Linked DNA regions of Mus musculus: regions 2, 3, 4 and 5 are each linked to region 1. The links are chromatin contacts, called in public promoter capture Hi-C and targeted proximity ligation maps. All regions are on one chromosome and are shown on one strand. The core of a region is the stretch at or near the end of the contact, and the rest is flanking DNA. Distances in the headings are between cores, read along the strand shown. Region 1 holds the start of Rfk (riboflavin kinase). Region 2 has its middle 21 kb from the start of Gm32341. Region 3 holds the start of Prune2 (prune homolog 2). Region 4 overlaps Prune2 (prune homolog 2). Region 5 overlaps Prune2 (prune homolog 2).

Region 1 (2,524 bases), core at 18-2,517:
CCATCTATCTTTATTCCTCATTTTATCTCAGTTCTCTCACTCCCTTAGAGCGTGGACTTGGTGGTATAAAACCCAGCATGATGTATCTGGTTCTCACCTCCCTGTGTGCTTTGTCACTGGTGATGAAGAAACTGAAAACTACCATTCTAACATATCAACTATTTGGAATGAAAGACACCTGGAAGACAGCACTAAAAACATTCTTACCCAGTTGTGTTAGTGCATGCCTATAATCTCAGTACACAGAAGGGCTGAGACAGAGTTGTGAGCTCCAGGCCAGTCTGGAATAGAGCCGGTATCCAATTACCACCACCTTCAACAAACAAAGAAAAAAGAAACCGCCCCCCCCTAAGCAGGTAAGTGATTACATTCTTAGTTTCTTAGGTCTCTGTAGCCCGTGGTCTCTGCATCTGACTCCTGGCATTATAAGTATGCACCACCATGCCTGGCTCACACTTTTAATATTGCCAGGCAACCTGTTAAGTAGTTTTCTTTTTCTGTTTAAAAAAAAGTATTTATTCACCTTACGTCCCAATAGCAGCGCTCCCTTCTCCCAGTATCCCCTCGCACAGATCCTCCCATTTAAGTAGTTCTCATATATTGGCTGCTCAAGGAAGCAGGGTCTGCATTCAAATTCTAGTTTATCTAGGGCTAGCGTGAGCTTGCAGCCACAGTCATTTAAACTTTTCTAAAGACTTCTGTTAGAGTGTTTACTGGGCGAGTGTCCTATGGGGCCCGGGGTTACAGTTTCCTTCCCGTTAATTCCCTAGCACCTTGGTAGTGTGCTTTGTTCTTTCAACACATATTTGTTTTATGCTGGTCTGAAGGCAGTGAGTTCTCTCAACTGATTGTTCACAGTCAGTTACAAATACCTGTTTTGTGTTAGTATACTAGAGTCAAGGAAATGAAACGTTATCAAGAATGTTCCCAACATAGAGAAAACATTTTTTAAGATCAGCTGAACATTCTCAGAGTTACATACGAGTAAGGGAAAAGAAAGTGATTGCAAAGATTGGGCAGAATTTTATTCAAAATTGTGGAGGAAAAGAACAACTTAAGTTATCTTGTGAGCAACGCTTATTTCAGCAAAGCCCAAACTCAGAAGCTGAAAAGGCGACAATTAGAGGCTGGGCTATGGGTGAGGGCGGGGCCACAGAGGCGAGGGCGGGGCCTCAGCCGCAGGAGGTGAGGACGGTCCGCACTACGATGTCGGCGAGCGGGGCGCGGCTTCTGGGCGGGTCCGCAACGGCGGGGGCGGGGCTACGGCGGGAGAGCAACGGAAGCCGAGCAGGCCGGTCGCCTGGGCCGCAGACCTGTGCATTCGCCGCGGTTGTCGTAGTTCCGGCCGAGCGGCCGCTGGGATCTGACGGCTGGGTGCTATCCTGCGGGCAGGCACTGGTCGCGGCAGGTGTCTCGCTCCGCCGGCCCAGCTCCCGCGGGATCCCCCGGCTGGTCCGGGCCCCGGCGCCGCACTCACGGCGGCTCCGTCGCAGGCACGGAGCGAGGAGCAGCCCGCGTCCTCCGAGGTCAGCGTCATGAGGAGCCTGCCGTTCTTCTGCCGCGGCCAGGTGGTGCGTGGCTTCGGCCGCGGCTCCAAGCAACTGGGCATCCCCACAGGTGAGCGCGTCGCGGGGCCGTGGAGCTCTAGGCCGTGGGCAGGGGACCCGGCAGCCGCGCTCCTGCCGCTAGCGACGAGCTGCGCAGCCCCGTCCGGGAAGGCACCGCAGGTTGGATTGGCCGAACTCTCAAGCTGTTGAAAGTTCCATTCTAATGATGCTACTGTGTAGTGATCAATGACAACACGGGTAGTTCTATGAGAGCCGACGTTTATTTGGTCTGACTACGTAAGTTTTAGTAATCAAGACTTGATTGTCCATTCTTAAAATTGATGCCTTGGGCTGTGCCTTGACCTATTAAGTCAATCTTTGAATTGGGGATTTGGGGTTGTGTTTTTTGAAAATAAGAATCTTTTAAAGTGACTCAGCCTACTTAGGGGCGTTACTAGGAAAAAGCAGGGACTTTTGCTTGTTTTAATTCAAACAGATAGGGTCTCGCTCTGTTTCCAAAGGCTTCCTCCTACTCCCTGAGCTCTGGGGATCTCTCAGGGGATCTCTCGTAGCCTCCCAAGTGGAGGACTACATGGGTAATTTACGATAAACCTCTGTGTTTATTTCGTGTCTTTGTTTCCACTTGGGCATTTTCGTGTGGCTTTTTGGGGTGGAGGGAAGAGATTTATACACTTGCTTTGTGCCTCACTTGTAACCTGTGCTGTCTGAAGAGAAGAAATTCAAGTCGGAATGTGGAAGGTTGGAAAACAGAAAGATCCTGGGAGTGTAATGATTCAAGTTAACGTTTTAATATGTTTTTAATCAATGTTTAATGTGAATCTTGTAGCAATGAATATCTGTTTACTTCTATTTAGCCAATTTTCCTGAACAAGTGGTGGACAATCTTCCAGCTGATGTGTCTACTGGCATTTATTATGGTTGGGCCAGCGTTGGGAGCGGCGATGTCCATAAAATGG
Region 2 (2,524 bases), core at 17-2,516, 500 kb before region 1:
ATTCTATCTTCTTCTTGATCCTTTCTACTTGCAAAGCTTATCCCTGGGTTTTAAAATTGGGTTCTGATGTATGTCATTTCAGTTTGAGTTTTCATCAATAGTTCTGTCTTTTTACTGGATTTCCTTTCCCATTATTGTACTGTTTTGATTATTTTACTTAGCTATGTGCTTATGTCTTCATGGATGGCATTCCGGCATTTAGTATTATTCTCTTTAAGTTCATTGAGCTGTTTGCATTTTCTTTAAAGTCCTTGGATTCTTTGGTGAAGTTTGTTATTGTTCTTCTAAGTTCTGTGTCCTGGGGCTCATTTAAGTAATTCTCACTGGAGAACATTCTATAGGAGTGGTAGGTTGTGTGTGTGTGTGTGTGTGTGTGGGGGGGGGGGGGCTGAGGTAATGCCTTGTCCTTTCATATTCCTTGAGGGGTTTTTGTTTGTTTTGTTTTTGTCTTTGTTTTTGTTTTGGTGGTGAGACCTGGCATGTGACTTCTTTCATTGGTTGAGCATCGTCTGATGTGAGATTCTAGGCTGCCACTGTTAAATGGAAGTTTGCTTTTGTTTTTGTTGTAGCCCAAGCCTGACTGACTTCTGATTAGGTATGAGGAGTTGCCAGGCCAATCATTCAGACACCTAGCGTTGATTTTGGACTGGAGGAATGAAGTGAATCCAATTTAGTGTAATTAAAGAGGCATATGAAGGGGACAAGTGGCCAGGTCTGCTTGTGGTGATGTACAAGCTGTGGCATCTGAGCTTCATCCCGAGTATAGAGATCACATGGAGGGTCCAGAGTCTTAGATACTTACAAGGCTAGGCGTGCATGTAGTCTTCATGACCAAGGCTAGGTCTGAGGGCAGGCAAAATTTCCACAGACTCATCAGGCTGGGCCAGTGCACAAGTATATAATTAAGCTAGGTCTGGGAATTTATGAGCATGGGCTAGGGTCCAGGGAGCACACTAGACTGAACCACAGCACAGGATGTGCAAACTGGGCTAGCTTGGATGTTGGATATGGCATAGGCTAGCTAGGGTTAGAAGGACTTAATAGTTTGGACTGGCATACAGCATGTGTGATCTAGCCCAGGCCTGGAGGTTGGATATGGTGCAAGCATGCTTGAATGAGGTAGACTTTTCTAGAAGACCTGAATTTGGCCTCTGTGGGCTCATGCAGATATGAAGCACACAGAAAGTTGCACAGAATCACATACATATACTAAACACATATTTTTAAAAAAGAACTCGCCCGATTGGCCCTGAGTCACCAGGGTGACTAATACTCTCAATTCTCTGTGACTCATTGTGGCTCATGCCTTCTGCGGCTGCCTGAGTCACATATTATCTTATGCTTGTCCCCAAAGTTCTTTGTACAGATTGCCCTTGCTCTTGTATTTACATGGTTTTGTCAAATATTATGTGACTTGATGATTCTATGGAAGCGGGGAATAAAGGATTGCTTCTATGAAAACGAATTCAGATGCTTAGAATTGCAAAACTGAATTTTCCAGGAAAAGCTGCTTTGGGTAGGAAGAGCTGATTTTTGCCAATACTGACTAAGAAAGTACTTTGCCACAGAGTTAGAGCCTTAGCACCCCACCCCAAACCCTACTGCTTTTTGTTCTGAGACTAAGTTGACCTGGCTGGACTTGAGATTTATGCTGTTGTCCAGGCTAGCCTCAAACTTGCCATCTTCCTGTGTTAGCATCCAAAAGAACTGGAAGTAGAAACTTGCACCACTAAACCTAGCTGGAAAAAAATTAAACTAGGAAATCTATCTATAAAGATGTTGCTATCATGTTCCTTTAGAAGGCTGTTGTTGTAAAGGCAGGAGCACGAAAACAGACAAAACAAGGCAGGATGCTCCAAAAGACTGGAGGGGGAGGCCAGACTACACGGCCTTAACCCTGACTTCATGCTACTGAGTATCTCAAAGAATTTCTCTTGGTTTCTAGAGTCAGAAGCCAATGATAAAATCTGGAGTTGGTTTACACATGCGTACATATGAAGTGTCTGAATTGAAAATAACAGTGTTAACTGAGTGTGGTGGTAGATACCAGTGGTCTCTGTACTTGGGAGGTGGAGTCAGGGAAATCAGGAGTTCAAGGTCAGGGTGGGATACACGAGGCTGTCTCAAGAAAACAAACCAACACAAAAGGGAAAGATAAATAAATTTACAGAAAATACATAGAGTGTTTGCATTGTATATGCTTTTTTTTTTTTTGTAATTGTCCAGGAACCAGGTAGTTTTAAGTTCCTCTGCCCTTAGGTTAGGGTACGTCTTATCCAGTAGGAATCATATCCTATAGAACTCAAACTTCTCAGGCATGTTAGATAAAGGATTAAACATCAGAGACTTGAACACAATTTTCTGCAGCAGGGAAAGAAACTGCCTTCCTACTACTGTGCTCAATGTGCCACTGGGGGGCAGGCCGGCCCCATCAGTCCTGGTCCTCACCTGGCTCCTTTTTATACAGAGAACCAAGAAACTCTCAGCGATGCTTGGTCCACGGAATGAAATCTCCTTGCCCACG
Region 3 (2,524 bases), core at 10-2,509, 440 kb before region 1:
AGACACGTGCTGGAGTTCATTAGAAATCGGAGCTTCATGGCTGCATTTCATGGGCAGCACACCGACACCAGGCTGATCCGGTGGCTTTCACATCGCTTGATGCTGATTTAGTTGGACAGGAACAGGACCCTGAGACAGGCTAGAGAACACCTCTGTGCTGAGGCATGAAGTGTTAAGTCAGGCATTATGGGCTAAGGAGAAGGCAATGGGATTCTTACAGGCAGTGTGCAAACACTCTGTGAATAAAGGAGTCTGAGAACCTAAGTAAGAATAACAAAAGTACACAGACCTCCCTGGTATAGAATACTCTCATAGCTGCAGATGTAGATGCTTGCTGCCGTGCTTCTTAAATGTGAGTGTACATAGACATATCTGAGAATGGTGTAGAAACTGACACATGTTTAGTGGGTGGGGGCCAAGAGTACATTTCTAATCAGCTCAGCGATGCTCACGATGCTGGTCTGTGAAACTACCGTCTTGTGCTGCCCAGCTTTCCCTGAACATACATATCCAGAGTATACAGAGGCTGCCTGAGAACATAGCTATCCATTAGCCGCAGGGCCGACGCAAAGGCATCTAATCTACTTTGTGCTGAGCTGCGGATGTCGGTTGCTAGATGGGTATGCTTGTAGGGTAGGGAGAAAAGTTGCAGCCTACACAACCTCCCAGCCAGCTCTTCTGGTTAATAGCCATCAAGGTCGCATGCTTTTAGCTCAGCAATATTGCCCTCCCTTGGTTGATCCCTCCCTCTCTCCCTCCCAGCTCCAGCCACTCTCCCTGAGTGCATTCTGGGCCAGGGCAACAGACCAGCTCATTAAGTGACCACTGGGGCACTCAGTACAGTGCCAGCCAGCCAGAGAGGCGCTGGCCGAGGACAAGGCCTCCTCCTGGGGCCAGTGCCCCTCTTCCCACCTTTCCTTGCTGGCTGCTGGCTGCCTTGAGGCCTGCAGCAGTGTCACTGCAGCAGACCCTGCCTGGCACTTGGCATGCACTTCTGGGCGCTGTCCATGGTTGCAGCATCTTTCAGCGCACCGCGTCAGGAGGCCACCGCGGGGCTCTGCGATTGGCCAAGGAGCCCCTCGCCACCCCCACCAGCTGCCCCGCGTCAGGGCCCCCGAGGCGCGCGCGTGCCAGCAGGCTGGTGGCGGTCCCTGGGCTCCCGGGCGGCACACCCACTTTCCTTATTAGGACAGAGTCGGAGCTGGAGCTGCCGCGGGGCGTGGGCTGGGCAAGCCGCCCAGAGGAAGCAAGGAGGGCTCAGTCCCGGCCGGCCCGCCTAGGGAGCGGCTGGTCCCTGCGCAAAGCGACCACTTTCTGGAGATCCCGCTCAAGTCCACCGCAGCTCTCCTCTCTCGGCGCTCTCCATCCGGACCCCTGGTCCCAGTTCCTAGCAGAGACATGGAAGAATTTTTGCAACGCGCCAAATCTAAACTGGTAAATTGAAGCTGCAGGGGTGCGTGTGTCTGTGTGTCTGAGTGTGGGTGTGTGCCGCTGGAGTCGGGAGGAGAGGATGCACAGTAGAGGAGGATGAGGAGGGTGAAAACAACTTTGCGGATTACTTATCTGTGTGTGCGAGCTGCACCAGCAAAGAACCTCTGCAACTCTAGTATCAGCGATCTTCCTCCGCAGTCAGGCAAGGTGCAGAGGTGGAGTGGTGAGGCCTGTCTGAACTGATGTGACTGGTCTCCTGAGCCTCAGTCCTGAGAGAGTTGCTCAGACAGTGGGTGAAGGAGGGTGGTGATCCTCCGGGAGGAAAAAAAGTCCAGCTTTCCCCAGATGCAAGACCTGTAGGTGTGAAAAGGAAGAACCTAGCCCTGGGACAGTACTTAGGCTGGGAGTGGCAAAGCCCTTGTGAGGGCCAGGGCTCTGCCTGGATCAGGGTGGCAACTCTCAGAGCCTGCTCAGAGCTGAACTTAGAGGCATTCCAGGGTATTCTCCACACCCTGTGGCAGAGGCTGAAGGTTGAGGGGGCTTCATTTTGAGGTTGATGGGGCTGAGGGAAGAGCCCCGCATGATGGTCTTGTGCATTTTTCTGTCTGAAAATGTAAACAATAAACTGCAATTTCATTGTGTTTCCACATTTGCTACCCATTCCGAACAGGAGAGGCACTTTTCTCTAGCATGGCAATAATAATAATGACCATAAAGGAAATGTTTCAGTCTTGGCACTTAAAAAACAAAAGGTGGGCTTATTTAGAAAGTGTACCTTTTGTGAAGACCAAAAGTACTTTTATGGGTTTGGCATAAAAGAAAATACATAATGTATGATGCCTGTTTCCTTTAAACCTTCACAGAAGAAGCTACTAAAATCTGTTGAGGTGGTGCCTCCAATAAAAGGCAGGATGTCACCGGGGCAAAACAAAGGGCAGGGAGGGCCACCAGAGCATCAAGTGTAGACATCTTTTCTTTCTTTTCCGCTTTCTTTTTAAAAAGAGGCCATTGAGGTTGATTAAAACTGATACTTTGTTTCCTACCTTTAGTCCATCCCGACCTCCAGTCTGGCAACCAGCAGTGTTTGGGAGGA
Region 4 (2,524 bases), core at 13-2,512, 380 kb before region 1:
CCATCTTGAGACAATTTGAATTTAATTTCTCTTCTTTTAAAATAGCTACCACTGTTTACTAACTGAGCAAATTTGGACAACACTACAGTAGACACGTTAGTTCATCCTTGGAATAAGTCTGTCAGTTTGGTGGTCCCTGTTGCCAGCATCCTTGTTTCCCATGGCTTTTTTTGCAGTTTCTTTGTACAGCAGCACAGATCTCCTGAGTCAGGTCTTTCACGCTGATGAAGCTGTGTTTCCCAGAGGAGCCCACATTCAAGGTGGAGTTTCATTTAATAAAGGTGCTACTGGTGAGCCACAGAAGGAAAAGAAGCTGCTGTGCCTTTGAAGCATCAGCCTGAGTTCTGCAGAGAGAGAGACACCAACCAAGGCTGCTGGCTTTCTTTCCTCCAGCCATGCAGATCTCAGCGCTGTACCTCTGCCTGTCTTCAGAGTGCCAGCACTTAGTTTCTTTGTTCACAGGCTTCCTCCCTGTCCATCTTTGTATAAGCTTCTTTCTCGGGTACTTGGTCTTCAGCTCTGTGGAGAGTTTTCATTTCCCTTCTGAGGTGTGCTGCAATAGGAACCTGCTTTTCTCCCTGCCTGAACCCTCTGTGGTTACAGGAAGAGAAGAAAATGCCATGCAGGTCGGTCCTTAAACAGGAGCGTTCTCAGAGCCACTGTATATTGTTTTAATTTAAAAGTTAGTAATTTCAAGGCACAAATTGATGCCGTCTACTTCATCCAGAAAGGCATATATTTATAAAGTGTCACTTTTCAATTATTTGTGTAAGAAATTACATGTTCAGGAAGACCCAGCTGTCATGGCTGGTAAGATCACTGACCTTGGTACTTGGACCCTGATATCTATCTTCTGGCTTTTCCTGTCCTACCTGTCTTTGTCTTTATTGTGTGGTCTTTCCTCCCTCCCTCCCTCCCTCCCTCCCTCCCTCCCTCCCTCCCTCCCTCCCTCCCTCCCTCCCTCTCCTCCTTCCTTCCTTCCCCTTTCTCTCTCTCTTTTTCCTTCTTTCTTTCTTTTCCCCTTTCATCCCCCTTTCTTGCTTTGCTTCCCCCTCCCTTCTGGAAGATTCTTTTCTTTATTATTACTTTCCAACATGCCCAGTGTGACCATATCTCATTGTCACATTTTGCAGCCTCAGGTTTATGTTTAGTCATGCTCTGGCTTTGTGCCAAGTACAGAGCCTGGCAGACTGTTCCACCTTTGTGGGTTTATTTCCTCAGAGATGTATTCTAGGGGACAGCTGCCAACTCTAAGAGCCATTAAATTGCTGAATCATCATATTGAGAGGGGAGTGGGTGTGGTGTGTGTGTGTGTTTCCAGGAGCCATCTGGCAGTGAGATCTCAGCCACTGATTTCCAAACGTGCTTCTGTCAAGTCCACGATTTGCCCAAATGGCCCTTCAAGTTTGTTTGTATAAGGTCTTGACAGCAGCCGCAAGCTGAAGACTAAAGCAAACAGCAGCTCTTGTTCTTAGCTCTAGGATGAAGTGGGAACCACGCCCAAGTCCTCAGAAGCAAGCTCTCCATTCTCCAAGCAATCAAGCAATCTCAGCTGACCTTTAATAAAGACTAGTTGTTTGCTATTTTGGTAGACTGGATTAGCAGCTTCAAAAAGGTCCTTATAAGGAGGTCAAATGGGAGAGGAAAAGAGCCAAGGTGGTGTTTTTTTTTTTTTTTCTTTCTTGTTCCAAGGGTGACTCATCCCATTTCCAAATGATGATAACATCCGAGGGAATTACGCTGTCTACTTTGCTTAGGAAGAGACTAGAGGTAGGGAATAGAAATTATAGTTTCTCCTAGAAAATCAAAGTATCTATTCAATCTTGGTTTGATTTTTTCAGTCACACAAAGGTATCCTTTCTCTTAATCTCAGACACTCTAAATCTGTAAGGATTGTAAACAAGTAATGTGCTTATTTCTGTATCTTTTAAGCTAAAATGGGCATTTCATTGTAAGTCTTTTTTCTCCTTTCTCTTTTCCTTCTCTGCCTACCTCTGTCATCCATTCTTTAATGTTTTTGTTTGTTTGTTTGTTTGTGAAAAAAATCAATCCCAGGTAAACAGAAAGAGGACTTTTTTTCTGTTAGGAATTCATCGTGTAGACAACAACAATCTCCTGCGCTGACTGTCTCCCAGTTTCTGATGCAGTGGGGTATGGGCAAGGTTAGCAGGCTGCAATTGCTAGAGTCTGTTTACATCTCCATTCTTTTGAACAAAAGATATTATGGTTGATTTTTTTTCTATAGAAATGAAGCATTTGTTATATTTTTATTATAATTGTTTTCTTTGTAGCTTGCTCTTAATTCTCTGTCCCTCTTATCAGCCTGGGAATAGCTGGGAGACCGTTAGGTACGGGTTTATGGATTGTTTCTGTCCTCACACTTTGCTAGAAGTTAAATCAACACTCGTTAAGAACCAGGTTCTAATGTGCAGGCAGGTGTTCTTGGCTACCGTATACCTTGGTACCGATATTTAACAAGCTATATAATTAATAAATGTTTCTGAGATTTCAGAACAGAGATAGT
Region 5 (2,524 bases), core at 10-2,509, 360 kb before region 1:
ACAACAACAACAACAACAAAAAAAAAAGGAAAAAAAAGGAAAGGATAGAAAGTTGATACTTGATCATAATTTACTTAACAAGTTTCATGCATTTGGCCAAAGGCATTGTATTTTCAGATTTTAGTTTGGACTAAGAGTCTAATCATATTGAAAGTACCAGATAGCATTAATAATTGGCCTGTAATCTTTCCTCACTGAGCCCAAACACCACAACTGTGGCCACCTCTAAGGCTGCTGAGGATTCAGGCTTAAGTCGCCCCCATTTTCTACACTTTTTTGCTTGCCTCTCTGCAGATGGAGATGCAGAACGCTCCCTTGTGTCTGGGACTGTAAACCTCTCTTGTAAGCTTTCACCAAGATGGCCTGTGCCAGCGAGGGCTCACGGCCCCTTTGAGCTGTAGCTGTTTTCTGTTACTTTGCTCCCATTTCTCATCTTTTAAGTAGGTTCTACACAGCTTCCCACTTCCTGTGCCTCTGCCAGCTCCTTCTTAGAAACCTTGTCAGCCCTCTGGGCCACTTCTGCCTGGACACTGCTCTCCTTCCTTCTAGCCACTGCAGATTTGTCCTTTTAAAAAGCCACATTCTTTGGATTCAACATCAAAATGCGCAGGCTGCCCCCTTAAAGTGGGTGGGTCATTCTCTTCTTCCACTTGGGGCCTCCCTTCTTAGTCCAGCATCACATTTAGGGAGTGAGCACATTATCTGAGGGCAATGCCAATGCATGCATAAACCTGTATCTTTGCATTTTTAGAAATTTTTACTTCCTATGTATGTTTTTGGTCTCTCTGTCCCTCTCTCCCCATCCCGTGTGTATTGGTTCATGTGTGTGCATGCGCATAGGTATGAAAGTCAGATAGACACAGTCTCTTCATTAATTCCTTTCAGTCTCTAACTTGGCAGCGTCTCTTACTTGGCCCCAGAGTTTGATAATTTAACTATCAAAGATACCCACTTGGCTCTGAGGCTCTCCTGAGCCTCAGGCTCTGGGGCAGGTTAAGTGGCCACACCTCCCACGCGATTGCCTGTCTACTGAGGTTCTGAAAGTTCGCCCTTCACTTGTACACCAAGTGTTTTCCCCACTGAGCCATCTTCCCAGCCCCTCACTTTATCATTTATAAACAGAATTTTATGTTTCTAGACCCTCGAAAGCAGTCAGCAGGCAATTCCTCTCTCTAGAATCCCTTTCTAGGAGGAAGGACACTGTCCCTTTGTTCCTGGATGAAGTGCAGTCTCACTGCCAGCCTTTATAAGGAATGATTTTCCCGGCCAGGGCCCCAGTTAGCCACTGTCAGTCCTTAAACAGCGGTGGGTATTTGGGACAGTCATAGGAGACTTTTGTCATCCTAACCATCCCACGAAGACAAAGAGACCAGTAACAACCACGTGACTTAACTCACTCTCCACTTAGCACTGAGGAAATGAAGAAATAGCACCACCCTAAATCCATTGTGACAACTTGAAGTTTCTCCTTAGTTTAGGATCTAATTTTCTTCTACACGTTTCCTCAGAGAAAGGAATCCCTCAGGCCACGATTCTGAGCGTGGATGGCTGCTCTTTTGCTCTGTAAATACATTTAAAAAAAAATGTACTGTAATGTCATTTTGATGGCTTAATTTCTGAAAGGATTGGCTAATTGCCTTTTTAGGAATGTACTCAGACCAGTTTGAGCTGCCCTGAGTTACTTTTAATAGCATCTGTTGCTTACCTTTCCTTTGGTTTATTTTTCCCTGTCTGTCACCTGCCTTCAGAATTCTTTTGCTGATTTGGAGACCTGACCTTGGTTTAAATTAGTTTGACTATAATGTTCCTGCGGAAGCACATGCCATGTTTTAATGGTTAATTACCGCACCGTATCAAATTGTCATGGAAAAACAGGTTGCGAAACTAAAGGAAATGTGTTCCTCTTCTTGAGACAGAGAAATCTCTTTAAAAGACCTCTAATCCCAGTACTTGGGAGGCCGAAACGGGTGGGTCTCTGAATTCAAGGTTAGCCTGGTCTATAGAGTAAATTCCAGGACAACCAAGGGATACATAGAGAAACAAAAACAAAAACAAACAGAAAACAACAACAGGGGAATGTCTTTAAGCTAGAGGCCCCTCTCTGTGCAAATATAGAGCTGGTTCCCTAAGTAACAAGAATATATTTTGGTACATAATAAATACACACACACACACACACACACACACACACACACACACACACATATTTGAATAGCGACAGAGAGAAACAAGAAGGGTCAAACAAAGGCTTTCGGGTGCTGTGCTGATCCTTAATTCAAAGACTGCTAACAAAAAAAGGAAAAGTGCTGTCCCAGCCACATTAAGAACAAACACAGGCCAGTGGTGCCGCCTAGTGGTACCAAAAGGGAAGACAGGTTGTAGGCTGGAAAAGGTCTCAGTTTTCTTCTATTCTCTTGAGAAGCTAACACCCATTCTCAGGTGTGTACCCTGTCTCACCCTGTGCTTTAAAACCTTTTATCACACTTTGCTTTATATTTACTTGTGTTCCGTTCATACATATACA

What was found. Promoter capture Hi-C pulls out the DNA fragments that hold promoters and counts their contacts.
Region 2: a contact with region 1 is called in a targeted proximity ligation map of pancreatic cancer cells. A contact is called at or near these places in 6 of 39 promoter capture datasets (the 3T3-L1 cell line, the HPC-7 cell line, HPC-7-derived erythroid cells and 2 more), 11 of 484 Hi-C or Micro-C datasets (the HL-1 cell line, the N1E-115 cell line, cerebral cortex and 6 more), 6 of 130 datasets of targeted methods (astrocytes, bone marrow-derived dendritic cells, bone marrow-derived macrophages and 3 more) and 2 of 9 other capture datasets (embryonic stem cells and pancreatic islet).
Region 3: a promoter capture Hi-C map of embryonic stem cells shows a contact between it and region 1. A contact is called at or near these places in 7 of 39 promoter capture datasets (the 3T3-L1 cell line, the C10 cell line, the HPC-7 cell line and 2 more), 2 of 484 Hi-C or Micro-C datasets (embryonic stem cells and granulocyte-monocyte progenitors), 1 of 130 datasets of targeted methods (bone marrow-derived macrophages) and 1 of 9 other capture datasets (pancreatic islet).
Region 4: a contact with region 1 is called in a targeted proximity ligation map of pancreatic cancer cells. A contact is called at or near these places in 3 of 39 promoter capture datasets (the 3T3-L1 cell line, hippocampal neurons and stem cell-derived epiblast-like cells), 2 of 484 Hi-C or Micro-C datasets (B cells and bone marrow-derived macrophages), 2 of 130 datasets of targeted methods (bone marrow-derived macrophages and pancreatic cancer cells) and 1 of 9 other capture datasets (macrophages).
Region 5: a contact with region 1 is called in a targeted proximity ligation map of astrocytes, with 2.1 times the contacts expected there. A contact is called at or near these places in 5 of 39 promoter capture datasets (the 3T3-L1 cell line, the SN4741 cell line, embryonic stem cells and 2 more), 4 of 484 Hi-C or Micro-C datasets (B cells, the G1E-ER4 cell line and embryonic stem cells), 5 of 130 datasets of targeted methods (the NIH/3T3 cell line, astrocytes, bone marrow-derived macrophages and 1 more) and 3 of 9 other capture datasets (adipose tissue, embryonic stem cells and macrophages).

The regions. Positions count from the first base shown.
Region 1 is chr19:17,392,776-17,395,299 of GRCm38.p6, forward strand. Rfk (riboflavin kinase) reads left to right here and starts at 1,268. Exons shown (of 4, transcript NM_019437.3): 1 at 1,268-1,617; 2 at 2,423-2,524. The coding sequence starts at 1,536.
Region 2 is chr19:16,897,470-16,899,993 of GRCm38.p6, forward strand. No RefSeq gene overlaps it. Among named protein-coding and RNA genes, the nearest start is that of Gm32341, 21 kb to the right of the region's middle.
Region 3 is chr19:16,954,859-16,957,382 of GRCm38.p6, forward strand. Prune2 (prune homolog 2) reads left to right here and starts at 1,260. Exons shown (of 20, transcript NM_181348.4): 1 at 1,260-1,434. The coding sequence starts at 1,399.
Region 4 is chr19:17,010,124-17,012,647 of GRCm38.p6, forward strand. The region is part of intron 4 of Prune2 (prune homolog 2); the gene reads left to right. Among named protein-coding and RNA genes, the nearest start is that of Prune2, 55 kb to the left of the region's middle.
Region 5 is chr19:17,028,167-17,030,690 of GRCm38.p6, forward strand. All of the region lies in intron 6 of Prune2 (prune homolog 2), which reads left to right. Among named protein-coding and RNA genes, the nearest start is that of Prune2, 73 kb to the left of the region's middle.